Regions from separate parts of the Muntiacus reevesi genome. Here region 1 is linked to region 2. Evidence: chromatin contacts called from public Hi-C data. All regions are on one chromosome and are shown on one strand. The core of a region is the stretch at or near the end of the contact, and the rest is flanking DNA. Distances in the headings are between cores, read along the strand shown. Region 1 holds the start of LOC136151577 (high mobility group nucleosome-binding domain-containing protein 4). Region 2 holds the start of TRIM27 (tripartite motif containing 27).

Region 1 (7,398 bases), core at 4,439-6,938, 1.3 Mb after region 2:
AAGAATTCCCACAGATCCATGAGAAAAGGATGAAAAGAAAATTTAAAAACAATGGGCAAAAGTATTAATAAGTACTTCTTAGAGAAAGCATAAATGGTGAATAAGCAAATAAAAAGGTAAACTTCATTAGTAATATGGGAATGAATACAAAAACCAAAGGATATAACATTTCATATCCATCAAATTGGTAAACTGTCTGACAATATTAAAGGCTCAGCAGATGTGGAACAATTAAAATGCATACACTTCTAGGGTGTGTGTTCATATGTGTGTAAATTAGTGTGTGGCATTATTTAAAAGAATTTCACCTCTAGGTGTTTACTTGGAGGAATTCTTGGAGGTATGCATAGGAGACCCCTACAAGAATGTTTATAGCAATTCTGTAATTTAAAGAACCTAAAAAGCACCCAATGTCCTTCAATAGAATAAATAAATTTTGGTAATATCTTCACAAGGGAAAACTATGCAGCAGTAGAAATGAAAAGATTACAGCTACATGCAAAAATATGGATGAATCTCAAGAACACAATGTTGAGCAAAAAACAGAGTTGCAAAATGGATCTACAGTATAGATCCACTTCTAAGTATAAAACTAAATGACTTTTTCTATGCAGTAAGACTAAAAAGAGCAAGGGATAAATATAAAAATCAAAACAGTAATTACCTCAAAAGAAGCTGAGAAAAGGATGGTGTTCATCCAGAAATAAGAGGGTGGGAGTTCTTTCCCTTAAACTAGAAGAGGCTGGGAAATGAAACATGAGTAATGCACCATTATTCTCTATATTTTACAGAGAGTAATTTTATGTGTCTGCTCAAGAATAAAAGTCACTTTAAAAAGGTGGGTAGCCCAGAGCACAGATTCAAGGTCACACAGAATAGAAATGATTTATTTTGAGTCTCAGTAATTAGGACTTGGGCCTATGGCTGGTATTCAAACACTATGGAAAGTTTTTAAAGTTTTAGGCCAAGATTAGCTACTCATCCTTGTGTCCCATCCTTGAAAATGTTACCTGGGGAATTCTGTAACCCTATGCCCTGCCTTACTCCATAATATTTTATTTTAAGAAAAAAAAAATTATCTTTTATGTAAATTGCTCCAGAGTTTTGTTTGGTACTTTTGCGGGATCTCACCATCTAGATAGAGTGGGCAAACATGGTCCTTGAGTAAACTTAGATTTTTTTTGAGCAAACTTAGATTTGATTTTTATATTCCTTGGCTAACAAAGGCAAGTGACCACCTGTAAATGGTGCTAAAACATCAAATTATTATTTTTTCCACTATGACTAGAACTTCTGGAAATTTTGTAGTTTTCCTTCCTTCTTGTGGAACTGAGCGAGAAATGAGTTAAAATAAAGAGGCTCAGTGGTAAAGATGTGCTTACAATGAAGGAGATGCCAGTTTGATCCCTAGGTCGGGAAGATCCCCTGGAGAAGGAAATGGCAACCCACTCCAGTATTGTTGCCTGGGAAATCCCAGGACAGAGGAACCTTGCAGGATATGGTCCATGAGGTATGGCAAGCCATTCTCCTTCCATCTCACTCCAGCTTGTTTCTTAGCCCATGTCCTGTCCTGGGAATGCTCACAGTTTGTCTCTTAGGCTCAGTCTTCATGTTAGATCTCTTGAAATCCATCCCAAGCAGAGGAACCAGGGTCACCACATGTCAAATGCCCAAACACAACAAGTGACAACAAAGATAAATTCAAGAAAAACAGGCCACAAGCTGGATTCTGGATCTGAGTATATGAATATGGATTACATCCTTGAAACTCACACTTAGGAAGTTTATCAGGAGAAGAGGTGACTGACCTTACAAATATAGGAGATAAATGCACAAATAATGAAAAAGCTGGCAGGATAAACGTTATGTCATTTTCTTTTTTTTTTTTTTTTTTTTACGTTATGTCATTTTCATGAAGACCAAGGAGGTCCGGGAAGAAAAGGCTCTCACCGCACGTTTTAATTTAACATAAATTACTTGAGGTAGAGTACAGGGAATTTTTTTAGGGCAATGAAACTATTCTGTACACTACAAACTGTAATATTGGATAATGACATCACACATCAGAGAAAACCCACAGAACTACATACAAAGCATGAACCTTAATATAACTAATTATAATAATTAGTTATTAATAATATATAAATATTAGCTCACCCATTGTAACAAACATACCACACCAATGCAAGTTGTTAATGGAGGTAGAGAGAGAGGAAATATATGGGAACTCTCTTTCTGCTAAACCTAAAACTGTTCTAAAGAAATAAAGCCTATAGTTAAACAAAAACATTTTAAAAAAGAAAGAAATAATTTGCTAGGTGATAAAATATATGTGTCACAGGACTATAAATATTCCATCATGCATGTGAATGAAAAGAAAAATTATTAATTGGCAGATAAATCTTTTCTAAGATTATTTTTTACTTAAAAATGTTTAATTGAAATATAGTTGATGTACAATATGATTTTAGCTTCAAGTGTGGCAGATAAATTTTTAAAGTAAAATAACTTTTGGGAATACAGAGATAAGACTTTCAATGGTATCAACAAGGCAAGAAATTATCAAGACAGATACTGAGGTTGTTTTCCCAAGACATGGCAACAATTTTAAAAGTTTTAGGAATCTAACAATTCCCTTTTGTTAAAATAACACTTCTCATGGCAAAATTTTATTAACAGACAACAGAACAAGTTTGTGAAAGTTCTGAATCATTGCAATTCATATTGTAAAGAACTGGACTGAAATTCTTGAGAAAATCTCAATTTAACCCTTCATTTAACCAAATTGCTTGTTTTATGATGTGGAAAGGTATCTCTCTTAGTAGCCTTAAGGGAGGGGGTGGCGGATATCCTTTTTTAAAAATCCTTTTCTTAGCTATGAAGATTTGTGGGGTTTTTTTAATATTAGAAAAAGACCTATGATGTTTAAATATACTGACAGAAATAGTTTTTAAAAAAGACTAATAGAGAAATAAAAAGCAAATGATGTTTTTCTTCTGCAATAAAAATATACAAATGGTTAGTAAAATAAGGAGATGCAGGTGTATTAAAATCTTCTGCAAAGTTAACTTCTGGGAATTCCCCAAACTGTGTCAATAACATATAAAATGCATCAATCTCTGTCCCCAGAAATGGGCTGAATTTGTCCACCCGCCCCCCACCAACCAAATTCATAGGTTGAAGTCTTAACCCTCAGACTCTGACTGTATTGGGAGATGGGGCCTTTAAAGAGATGAATAAGTAAAATGAATTTATATGGGTGGGTCTTAATCCAATGACCGTAATACTGGATATTAGGACACAGATAATACAAACAGAGAGGACCACATGAGGATACAGCAAGAAGATGCCATCTGTAAGTCAAAGAGAAAGGTTTCAGAATAAGCTGAACCTGCCACCACCTTGATCTTGGACTTCCAGCTTCCAGGACTGTGAGAAAATAAATGTCTGTGGTTCAAGATGTTCAGTCTGTGATGTTTTGTTATGGCAGTCCTAACAAACAAGTATGGGAGGAAAGAGTGTAAAGGCCTCAGTGACTTATGACATATCTTGTATTAGATTAATTCTGATGTTTTGCCCAGCTCTCAAAAATCATTTTTCCCTGCTTTTTTTTTCCTCTTTCATCATGAGCCTGTCTCTACTATCCGAGGACCAGATCCCACCTCATCCCATACGCACCCCACACCATCCCAGCAAAGGCACATTTTAGCAGCATCCTTTTGCTCCTTTGATTATTACTGAACTGGGTTCTAGGAAGTTTGTTCTAACTTGGGTTCTGGTTTCAATCCTACCCCAAAGTCAGAAGGCCACCCTCTTCTCTCTGCCTCTTACTTATGGCAAGAAAGTGCCTTGGGGTTGGAGGGAAGACCTGGAAGATGCTTCAACACCAAGCTTAGGAAGGAGAGAATAGAGGATATAGTATAAATAAATAAAAGATCCTATTCAAGGTGCGGTACCTGGAAGATGCTTCAACACCAAGCTTAGGGAGGAGAGAATAGAGGATATAGTATAAATAAACAAAAGATCCTATTCAAGGTGCGGTACACTACAGGAGCAAGAGGTCACACAGTGTCACTCTCCAAGGCCTGTTTGTTCTCCACATTCCAAGGTGGGCAGACTGAGCTTCCATATAAGGTTAAGTGAGAGAGACTGGGGGAGGGAGGGTTAGTAGGTGAAGGTAAGAAAGGGCAGAGTTTAAAAGGGTAGGGCTACTGCTGGATCTTGTCAGAACACACCTGATTTGAAGAGGAGAGAGCCATAAGCTTCCAGACAAACTGTCACCAATCTACAACACATTGGCTTGGGGCACACTCAGCTTCCCTGCTAAAGGACTCCTGCTCCTTGGCATCAGAGAAAGATGGAGTGGATGAATCCTCATCACCTTCTGGGCCCCTGAAACCCTTGTTCCTCTCAAGGCATCACATTAACTCACCTGTATTTCTGAGTAGTACAGAGGAATTTTAAGTGAAAATGTCTTAGATAAGTTTGCGTTGAGCATCTGCCAAACTTACTGTCTTGCTAACAAGCGAAACTATTAGAAGATGATAAAAGCATGGGTCTTCCAGAGAAGGTATGAAAATGGAGGAGTAATAGGGTGGGGAAGGGATGCCTATACACATTGCCTGTTAAAAAATGGAAGGAAGAAAGAAAAAAAAAAAACAGTTCACAACAGTTTATTAGGTAAGTATTGTCCTTTCTTGTCTTAAGGCCATAAAAACATCACATTCTTATTAGTCATTTGAGGGAACCTGGAGCAATGTGATCTGAGAGACTGGACTTGGCTAACTGTTAGAAATAGTAACAATAATAATACCAATTCATCTAAGAAGAAGATCCTGAGGATATACCCAAGGCTGTTTGGTGTTATAGCAAGACTTCTTACCCAGAAAAGCGTTTGATTGATTTACTTAACATGGAAGCAGGTCATGTCAGAAATAGAGTTAAAAAGCCAGACCCCAGGGCACAAATCCTGGTTTTAAACAAGTGCTGCCAGTGACTTCTTAAGCTTCAAAACAATACACAAAATCCACAGCTGGCCCATTTCTTAACTTTGGGATCTTTTTTCTTGTTGACAGGGAAAGGCCAAAGTGGAGGCAGACTCAGCCCTTCGGTGTCTCCTTTTGGAGGGGGTTCTCAGTGGTGAGGCCTCGTAAGCTGGGGAAGGGCGGTGAGAAAGAGTCCAGGCCAAGGCAGCCCAGCTCACAGCCCTGCTGGTCCAAGGTTTTCAAATCCCCTCCTCACCTCCCGTTTTTTCTGCCCTAGCGTCTCCGTGAGGGGACTTCTCATCCCTGAAGGACCTGAAATCTCTGTAACCTTCACCTCCCGGATTCCGCTTTTTCCAAAGATTCACAGTCGAAGGCCAGGAGAGCCACGGCAGCCGTTCTGGAGAGTGGAGGGCAAGGTGGGGCTGTCGGGGGCCCGAGGTCACCTCATCACGACAAGGGCCAGATGGCAGAAAGGTCGCCAATCTACGGAGGGCAGCGGGATTACCCCGGTTTTCCGGAGACTCAGGCTCAGGCTCCCCCGGTACTCACCCGAGTCTCGCGTCCGTCCGAGGGGCGCGGGACTCCCAGCTGCCGTCCTGCAGCGCCGGTGCCCGGGGCTGAGGCAGGGCCGTCGCAGACCGCAGGCTGGCGAAGAGACGCCCGGAGCTGGGCGCTGCCGGGAACAGGAAGGCAAGTCAAGGCAAGGATGCGCTTCCGGGGCTGCGGGCGGCGGGCAGCCTCGCCTAGCCCGGGACTGTCCGGCTCTCCCCCGCGCGAAGCGTGTGTCCGCTTCCGGGACCGCGGGCTCCGGACCCACTCTGAGCAGCGTGGCCTCAGCACCACGGCCTGGGGCGAAAGAAATTAGAAAAGGAGGTGTGAAAATTGTTGACTACCTGAAGTTTTAAAGGTGAGCCCAGGTCCCTAAAGAAAAAAAAAGTTGTTTCCGCCCGGTTTCGAACCGGGGACCTTTCGCGTGTGAGGCGAACGTGATAACCACTACACTACGGAAACGCCACAGGAGCCAGCTTCCCCAGTAGATACTTTCTGCTAAAAACAGACTCCTCCCATTTCCTCCCCCCCTTCCGATTTCTCATTTTTATCTTTGCAATTGTGCATTGTTAATATGCGAGTGGTTCTTCTACTACTCTCCCAAATAAGAGAGGCCAATTAGATGCGCAAACCAAGCCCCTGCAGCATACAGATCTTAAGCCAAATTCTTAATATATTCTTATTCTGGAAATGACCGGATGAGGGAGAAAAAGAGACTTCAACCCCTTCACTCTTACTATTTTTCCTCCCCTCACCCCGACTCATTATTACTTTTCAATCTGAACTTGTGGATTTTAATTTCTTTCTGTTGCCTTACTGCTGGTGCTGCTGCTAAATCGCTTCAGTCGTGTCCGACTCTGTGCGACCCCATAGACGGCAGCCCACTAAGCTCCTCTGTTCCTGGGATTCTCCAGGCATGAACACTGGAGTGGGTTGCCATTTCCTTCTCCAATGCATGAAAGTGAAAAGTGACAGTGAAGTCGCTCAGTCGTGCCCGACTCTCAGCGACCCCATGGACTGCAGCCTACCAGGCTCCTCCGTCCATGGGATTTTCCAGGCAAGAGTACTGGAGTGGGGTGCCATTGCCTTTTCCCTTGCGTTACTAGGTTACCTCAAACCCATCTGTCAGTCAAAATGGCCTGGCGGGGCTGGGCGGGTCATCCAGCCCAGGCACAGTTCTCCGTCCGGCTTTGGTTAGCGCCACCGCATGGTCGGCCGCGGAATTTGCTCTGCAAAGGAGTTCTGACCCCAGTTGTGGTCAAAAGCGGGTCCTTCCCGCTCCTGAGACTTACATGCAGTGGAAGTTGCAACTTCACCTTGCAGTGGATTTTCTAACTCCACCCAGTTTCTCAGTGGTAAATAAGTAAAAGTGAGGATGCGCACTACGAGCCAGCCAGGAGTCGAACCTGGAATCTTCTGATCCGTAGTCAGACGCGTTATCCATTGCGCCACTGGCCCCCGCACGTGGGTCGCTGGGAGGCGGACCTACCTTCATCAGAAACTAGGCGGCGGCACATCTCCACTTTTTGGAGTCTGCTCCTGGGCCCGAAAGCCACGTTTTCTTGGCTAGTTTAGACTGCAGAGCGTAAACTGGCGGCCACTTCGTCTGCACGCGTCCCAGCGTCTGTGCTCATTTCTCAGTACGTCTATACCGACCCCTGCACCCTCTCTGTCCCCAGATCACCTCTCCCTTCATTCATTCATTCATTCAACCAATATTACCATTCAAGGCACTGGAAATACGACCGAAGAAAACAAGTTGTGATCCTTGACTGCAAGAAGATTGCATGGACGTAGCTAAGACGGTATTAAAACACCCAATAAATGAAATAACCGTGATAAGCACTTAGAGGTAAAAAAGATA
Region 2 (7,398 bases), core at 877-3,376:
TCTTGTGTCACTATTGCATTAGTCTCTAGATGGGTCCTCCTAGTTGGTATTGCCTTACTAAGACCTGCACCATCAATTTGTCATTCCTGTGTTTGCAAAGCATCAATGGAACCTCCTCCCTCCTGCCAGACAGAGTCTGTGCTCCACAAGCAATTTTATCACCATTTCTTTGTTTTCATGACTTTATCTAACCAAATTTATCAGTACTGTCCGTCCAAATTTTCTTCCACGTATTCACTCCTAAACATTCCAAATCAGATTCTCTTACAGTTTGCCAATACCACCCCAATAGTTTACTTATTAATGCTCTTACTGACTCAATGGACATGAGTTTGAGTAAACTCCTGGAGTTGGTGATGAACAGGGAGGCCTGGTGTGCTGCAGTCCATGGAGTCGCAAAGAGTCGCACACGACTGAGCAACTGAACTACAGGAAGAAGAACTGATGCTTTTGAATTGTGGTGCTGGGGAAGACTCTTGAGAGTCCCTTGGACAGCAAGGAGATCAAACCAGTCAATCCTAAAGGAAATCAATCCTGAATATTCATTGGAAAGACTGATGGTGAAGCTGAAGCTCCAATACTTCGGCCATTTGATGCGAAGAGCTGACTCACTGGAAGAGACCTGATGCTGGGCAAGACTGAGGGCAAGTGAAGGGGGCAACAGAGGATGAGATGATTGAATGGCATCACCGACTCAATGGACATGAATTTGAGCAAACTCCAGGAGATACTGAAGGAAAGGGAAACCAGGTGTGCTGAAGTCCATGGCATTGAACTAAGTCCATGACTTAGCAACTGAACAACTGTGATAACGGTAAGAAGTATGCATAGAATGTGACCCTGGAATCATTAAGTTAATTTTTAGTCTAATAATCCAATAAATATTGAAATCCTCTCATTATAATTATATACAGGGCATAACAGCAATCCAGGAGGTCTGGAGAGACGTCTCTGTCCTCACAGAGTTACTGAGGTATCTGATCTCAGTTTCTTTGAAGCATTGAGTAAATAGGTTAGAGAAAAAGAAGTATAAACAGGGAAACTGGTGAAATAGGTCACATTCAACCAGTTACTAACTCATTTAAAAAAGATTTGTAAACTGAATTTGTTGAAATCACTTAGTTCAAAATATAATAATGGAAATTAAAATAAACACAGGCAAGGCTGTCCAGATTCAGTTAAATTTAGAGGATGACGGACAATATCGAGAAAATAGCAAAGGAAAACAGGAAACATCAAAGTAGGGATGGGCGAACAACGCGAAAATTTTCTAAGTTTGTTGGATAATGAAAACAGCCTGTGTTACCCACAGGATTATCATTCCCCCTATACTTTTGGAAGGAGCAAGCCTGTTTAGGTTCTACTCAATACAGCTCTATGCAGTAGGTATTTTATTAATGAGCAAGCATGTTTAAGTTCTATTCAGTACAGATCTAGGCAGTTGGTATTTTATTATTTTAATGGTAAACCTCCTTAGGGTTAAAAAAGCCAAAGTTGTACGGAAGTCTTCCTCTTCGCTGGGGTATAATTACTCCCATTTCACCAGAGAGGAAACTGAAGCTCAGAATGGTAGACCACTTTGCTTAGGCACAGTAGGAAGTAGCAGAACTGGGCTTGCCTGTTTCTGTCACAGAAATGTTTTCATCTAATAATTAAGCCTTTCTTTTACGAAACAGAACTGCGAGCGCCTGTCAATGGGGTTGTTTGATAAAGTTCCTCGCAGACTGGGTGGGGCTCAGTCGGCTACCCTCAGCCCTCTGGCCTACCGGGGAAGCCAGATGTTTCTTCTTCCCACACCAACACAAAGCTAGCTTTCTCTCGCCACGGCAGAAGCCTGGGCACCAGAGAGGAAACCCAACAAAAGACCCGGGATCCAGGCCCAAGGCCCAAGGCTCGGCGGGGTCGCCCGGAGCGTGCAGGCAGGGGTTACCCTGGCCCAGCCGCACCCGCGGACACTGCCTGCCTCTAGGACCCGTACCAAGGAGCTTCCGGCCGCGCGTTCCGCCCCCGCCCTGGCGGCGAGGCCTCCCGGGTTCCCAGCGAAACAAACCGTCCAGGCCTGAGGCCGGGATTTCCAGCCTCACGCAGGAGGTCCGGCCCAAGCCCCGCCCCCGAGCCGCCCCTTCCGCTCGCGCAGGGGTGGGGTCTGCGCGGCCGCCGGGATCCGCTCGGACGCGGCCACGTTGTCCTGCGTGTTCTGAGCGCCCGGCTCCGGGAGTCCGCTCGGCGGCGATCCTGCTGTCCGTTCGCATAGCCGCTGGGCTCGGTGGGCCCGCGGTATCCCCGTACTCCTTCCGCCAGGCGCAGCGGCTCAGGGAGCGGCCCGGCCACCCCGCGGTTCCAGCGCGCGGGCGCGTCTGGGATCGGCCCGGGAGGCGTCGCCCTCAGTCAGCCCGGCTGGCCTTTCCGCACCGCCCAGAAAGAGCGGACGGGAGGGAGCGCAGTCGAGTTGGGCTCCGCGCTGGGCTGGGCACCGGGGCCCATGCCCGTTCGCCCCCGCGGGCCCGCGCCATGGCCTCCGGGAGCGTGGCCGAGTGCTTACAGCAGGAGACCACTTGCCCCGTGTGCCTGCAGTACTTTGTGGAGCCCATGATGCTCGACTGCGGCCACAACATCTGTTGCGCCTGCCTCGCCCGCTGCTGGGGCGCGGCGGAGACCAATGTGTCGTGTCCGCAGTGCCGGGAGACCTTCCCGCAGCGGCACATGCGGCCCAACCGGCACCTGGCCAACGTGACCCAGCTGGTGAAGCAGTTGCGCACCGAGCGGCCGTCGGGGCCCGGAGGCGAGATGGGCGTGTGCGAGAAACACCGCGAGCCCCTGAAGCTGTACTGCGAGGAGGACCAGATGCCCATCTGCGTGGTGTGCGACCGCTCCCGCGAGCACCGCGGCCACAGCGTGCTGCCGCTCGAGGAGGCGGTGGAGGGCTTCAAGGTGAGGGCCGGGCGCGCGGGCCGGGGAGGGGCCGGAGCGCCAGTCGGACAAAGGGAGGAGAGAGCCAAAGGGGCTTCCTTTTTTCCGCCTAGAAAATGGCTGAGCCGGACGTGTGGTTCACAGCCGTCATTTCCTCTGTCCGCTCCAGAGCCTCGACACTCAGATTTGGGAGGAAAACCTGTAGCTGGTGAGGAAGCCAGAAGTCTCCCCACCCTCATTGCCTTATGTGCCTCTGTGTTTACCCTCTCACGGGCACATGATACATGACGGCCCATGGGGACCCCTCTTGACCGTATATAAGATATTTGTAAAACCACGTACGCAGCGACAAGCTTCAGAGACGCTCGCATTCCTTTTGGCTCCTAGATGATCTCAGACAAAACACAGTCGGACGTTGCCAGGCTGTATTCACATCAAATAGGTGCCCATCACCTCTCCTTTCCCCCAACACTTCCCTGTGCTCCGTCCTCTTCTAGAACCTACCGGAAAAGAACAAGTTCCTTACTGCCTAAGTCATTTAACCACTGTGAGACTCATAGGAGATAAGACTTATGAAGACTGAGTGAAATAAAATGCTCTGTGGATCCCCTTGTGAACCAACAGATTGGCACAGCTCAACAATAACATGGAAATAAAGTATTAAATGTAAAACAGTTGTAAGGCAACATTCAAGGCGTGCACGTAATCTGTGTTTGAGGACTGCAAGAACATGCACACAATTATGTACATGTGTAAATGTGAGTACATTCGTGCAAAATTATTCACTGAACATTTATGGTGCTTTCAAAAATATCATTTTACTCACACTGGTGATAACACTCTAGTAGGTTGAGAAGGTGGTGTTGGCTCATGTCATACCAGGGGGAAATAAAAGTTAAGTCCTTTTCTCCATACACGTCCCTGAAAACTCGACAACTAAAGCCTTCTAGTCCATTCACCTTTCCACTAAGCCATGCGGTATCCTTCCAAAGGCAGGTAGGTGACCCACCATTTAAGATACAAACTACCAAAGGAGAGGAGTGCCACGGTCATGGCAGTGTGATCCAAGGACAGGTTCTCACCAAGAACTTGGTATCACGAATGTGGGTTGCACAGGTGATAAGCAGAAGAGTCACACTGCTGAGGCCTGCCTTATCTTGAACTGTATACCTGTTTTTGCTTTTTCAGGAGCAAATCCAGAACCAGCTGGACCACTTAAAAAGAGTGAAAGACTTAAAGAAGAGGCGACGGGCACAGGGAGAGCAGGCACGAGCTGAACTCTTGGTGAGGTTCCTGGGAATTCACAGATAATATCAGTTCTGCTGGTCACTCATATTGTAAGACTTGTAAACTTCCCTTAACCTCATGCAGTCAGATCACCCAGAACTTCTAGGTGTGTGTGGAACAACCTTACAGGGCAGTTGGGAATTCACCTGGAGAACCAAGGGATTCCCACATTTGGGGGGAAAAGAACGCAATAGTCGACTTTAAAACCCTTGGAGATCTGACCTAGCAAAAGTTTAATCTGCGAACTTTGTGCATAACAGGGTTGATCCAGGTGAAATTCTTGGGCATTGGTTAGCAGCCTTTTGTATCATTCTGCAGACAGATGCTGACAGTGGCTTTCTATAAACTCAACTGTTGCTTCTTGCTGGAATGTTCTTTTTCTTGGCAGTGATTCTATTCTGAACTTTTCTCTTTGTTCCCTTCTCCTAGTTTCCCAAGGCCTTTGTGGTACGGATATTTGGGGGAGAGGGTGGTGGTTCTGGAAAAAATAGTCCCTTACCTTTCTGTAAAGGACTGGAGAGTAAATATTTTTGACTTTGTGGCTCATACCTCTATCACAACCAGTCAGCTCCCTTGAGTAGTTGAAAAGCGGCTAAAGACAATATTTAAATGAGTGGATCTGTTTCCCAATAACATGTTACTCCAAGGGAGTAAAACATGGGAGTTTGCTGACCTTTTATTCAGAAACAAGCTTTTATGGAGTCCCTCAGTGGGACAAGTGGTGGAGAAGGAAGGAGAGATAACCTTTGGCAAACAAACTGTGCCAGTAGAGAATTATGCGCAAAGCCAGTGAGACAGAAGGCCAGATAGAGGGAATGGATTACATGTGAAAGGTTTAAGGAAACTAATCAAGGTTATTATGTGAGGATTGTTGTAGAAGTTTTGCTTGTATGTTCCAAACCATCCTGCACAGGGCACCCATCTGATCCTGTGACTTCTCTGACAGTCTTTCATGGCTCCCACTTGTAGTAAAGTCCTGCCAGGCTTCTCGTCTCTTTGTCTGCCGTCTTCACAAGCACTCGTGTGCTCCAGCCAGACCCCATGATTTGCCTTCCCACTCCTTGGTCCATGGCATTTCTTCTGCCTGGAAAGCTCTCCTGTTCTTTGACCATAAAGTAAACTTCTGTTCATCCTACAATATTCTGTGAACACTGCTTCTGGGAACTGTATCAACTTCTATTGAATGCAGTCACCCTGCTTTTGCTTATCTAGCCATGATGACATGTATCACATGAACCTGACTCTCACTTGACTGAGTTCCTTGAGAGCAGAGACTGTGGCTTTTTTTTTTTAAGACTCTTGATCATCAATCACTGGGGTAATTCAGTTCTCTGCCATTGTATATCCAGCCAATAAAGACTGGAAAAAAATAAGTGAGTGAACAAGATGCTTGTTTTAGTATACTGGGATGAAATAATGAGGTCTTGGGGTAGATAGGGGAGAAATGTGAAGGGCTCTAGAAGCAGCCTTTCCTCTCTTCACTGCTCTTCCATGTGGTCTACACAGAGCCTGACCCAGATGGAGAGGGAGAAGATTGTTTGGGAGTTTGAGCAGCTGTATCACTCCTTGAAGGAGCATGAGTATCGCCTTTTGGCCCGTCTTGAGGAACTAGACTTGGCCATCTACAACAGTATCAATGGTGCCATCACTCAGTTCTCTTGCAACATCTCCCACCTCAGCAACCTGATCGCCCAGCTGGAAGAGAAACAGCAGCAACCCACCAGGGAGCTCCTGCAGGTAAGACTGAAAGCCCCCTGCCAAGACAGCTCCTGCTTTGCCAAGCAGTATCCAGGGCCCCCTACTCCCTTGTTGAAACTCTGATTGTAGCAAGGGCATGTTGGAAGGGAAATGTACAATAGAGGCCCTGGTTGGCACAACTTGGGTCAGTCAGTTGCACTGTGTCGTGGAAAGCTCAAAAGGAAGACCTGTCCTGCTCAAGCCTGTCTTACACTGAGAAGTGGTCTGATCACAGGCGAGGCTCTTGACCTCTCTGGGCCTCAGTTACTCATGTAATGAGGAATTTGGCCCACATGTCATTTAAAGATTTTCCTCACCCCAGTATCCTATAATTGTAACATGTATGTGCACACTACGACAATCACAAAATAACAAATACCACAGGAAGTGGTCAGCCCAAGCAGTCTTAGGGTTTAATCTTGGTTGTACAGGTGATAAAGCTGCAGTAGACCCAGCCCAGCAAGACCACAGGAAATGAGCTGATTATTTGTCTGTTGTTTGTTCGTTCGATGCATATGAATTTTCTGTTCTGCGTCAAGCACTAGAATTAAGTGGATAAATAAGCTCTCCTGAAATTTAAATTCTGATGTCGAGATCATATGATAAAGAAGTGAACAAACAAGTATCATCAGTGTTGCCATTAAAAAAGGGCTGATGGGTTTAGGGTCAAGAAACTATGGCCCACCACCTGGATTTGTGTGTCCTGCGAGCTCATTGTGCTTTTTAGTTTTGAATAGTTGGGGAAGAAAAATCAGAAGAAGGTTTGTTATTTTGTGATATGTGAAATTGCATAAAATTCAAGCTTCATGTCCATGCATTTTTATTGGAACATAGCCACGCCCATTTATTTATTTTGTATTATCTGTTGTGCCAGAGATTGTATGACCTTTTTCTTAGAAAAAGTTCACCAACTCCTACTTCAGATTAAAAAGAGAAGGCTTAATCTTGAGCCTTAATGAACACCAATATTTAATTGCCAGAGAGAGAAGGAAGAGCTTGCAGGGGGAACAGTTTACCAGAGAGGCAATATGTGATCAGGGAGGAAGAATGTTTCTGGAAGGAGGGAGTGGACAACAGAGTCTAAATGCAGTTGAGGTGAAATAATATGAAGGCTGAGATCCATTTGGTTTAAAAATATGAGCATCCTTGATAAACTTTGTGTACAGCTGCCCGAGTGGAGCAATCCGGGCAGGAGCCACGTGAGGAGAAGTTGTAGTGACAGAGTGAATGGAAATTGCGAGAGTAAATGACTATTTCAATAAATAAGGCTGTGAAAGAGATACAAAGAAAATACTTGGAGATGAGGTAGAATTGTGGAGCTTTATGGGAGAGGATGCTTAAAGAAACCAGTTAAACATATCTTTTAAAAAAATGTGGAGAGGAGCGTCTGTTGTAAAGATTCAGGTGAAAAAAATTTACTGAAGCTCTTAAGGATGAACTCATCTCTGATGTGCTGTTTCTGAA

What was found. A called contact is a pair of places that touch in the nucleus more often than the background predicts.
Region 1: a Hi-C map of muscle shows a contact between it and region 2, with 4 times the contacts expected there. The contact joins the promoter of LOC136151577 here to the promoter of TRIM27 in region 2. A contact is called at or near these places in 2 of 3 Hi-C or Micro-C datasets (blood and muscle).

What each region holds. Positions count from the first base shown.
Region 1 is chr20:32,271,967-32,279,364 of mMunRee1.1, forward strand. It overlaps LOC136151577 (high mobility group nucleosome-binding domain-containing protein 4), which reads right to left and starts at 5,689. Exons shown (of 2, transcript XM_065912821.1): 1 at 5,535-5,689. TRNAV-CAC (transfer RNA valine (anticodon CAC)) reads right to left here and starts at 5,996; the gene lies at 5,924-5,996. It overlaps TRNAR-ACG (transfer RNA arginine (anticodon ACG)), which reads right to left and starts at 6,992; the gene lies at 6,920-6,992.
Region 2 is chr20:30,946,422-30,953,819 of mMunRee1.1, forward strand. TRIM27 (tripartite motif containing 27) reads left to right here and starts at 2,127. Exons shown (of 8, transcript XM_065912006.1): 1 at 2,127-2,931; 2 at 4,099-4,194; 3 at 5,704-5,934. The coding sequence starts at 2,512.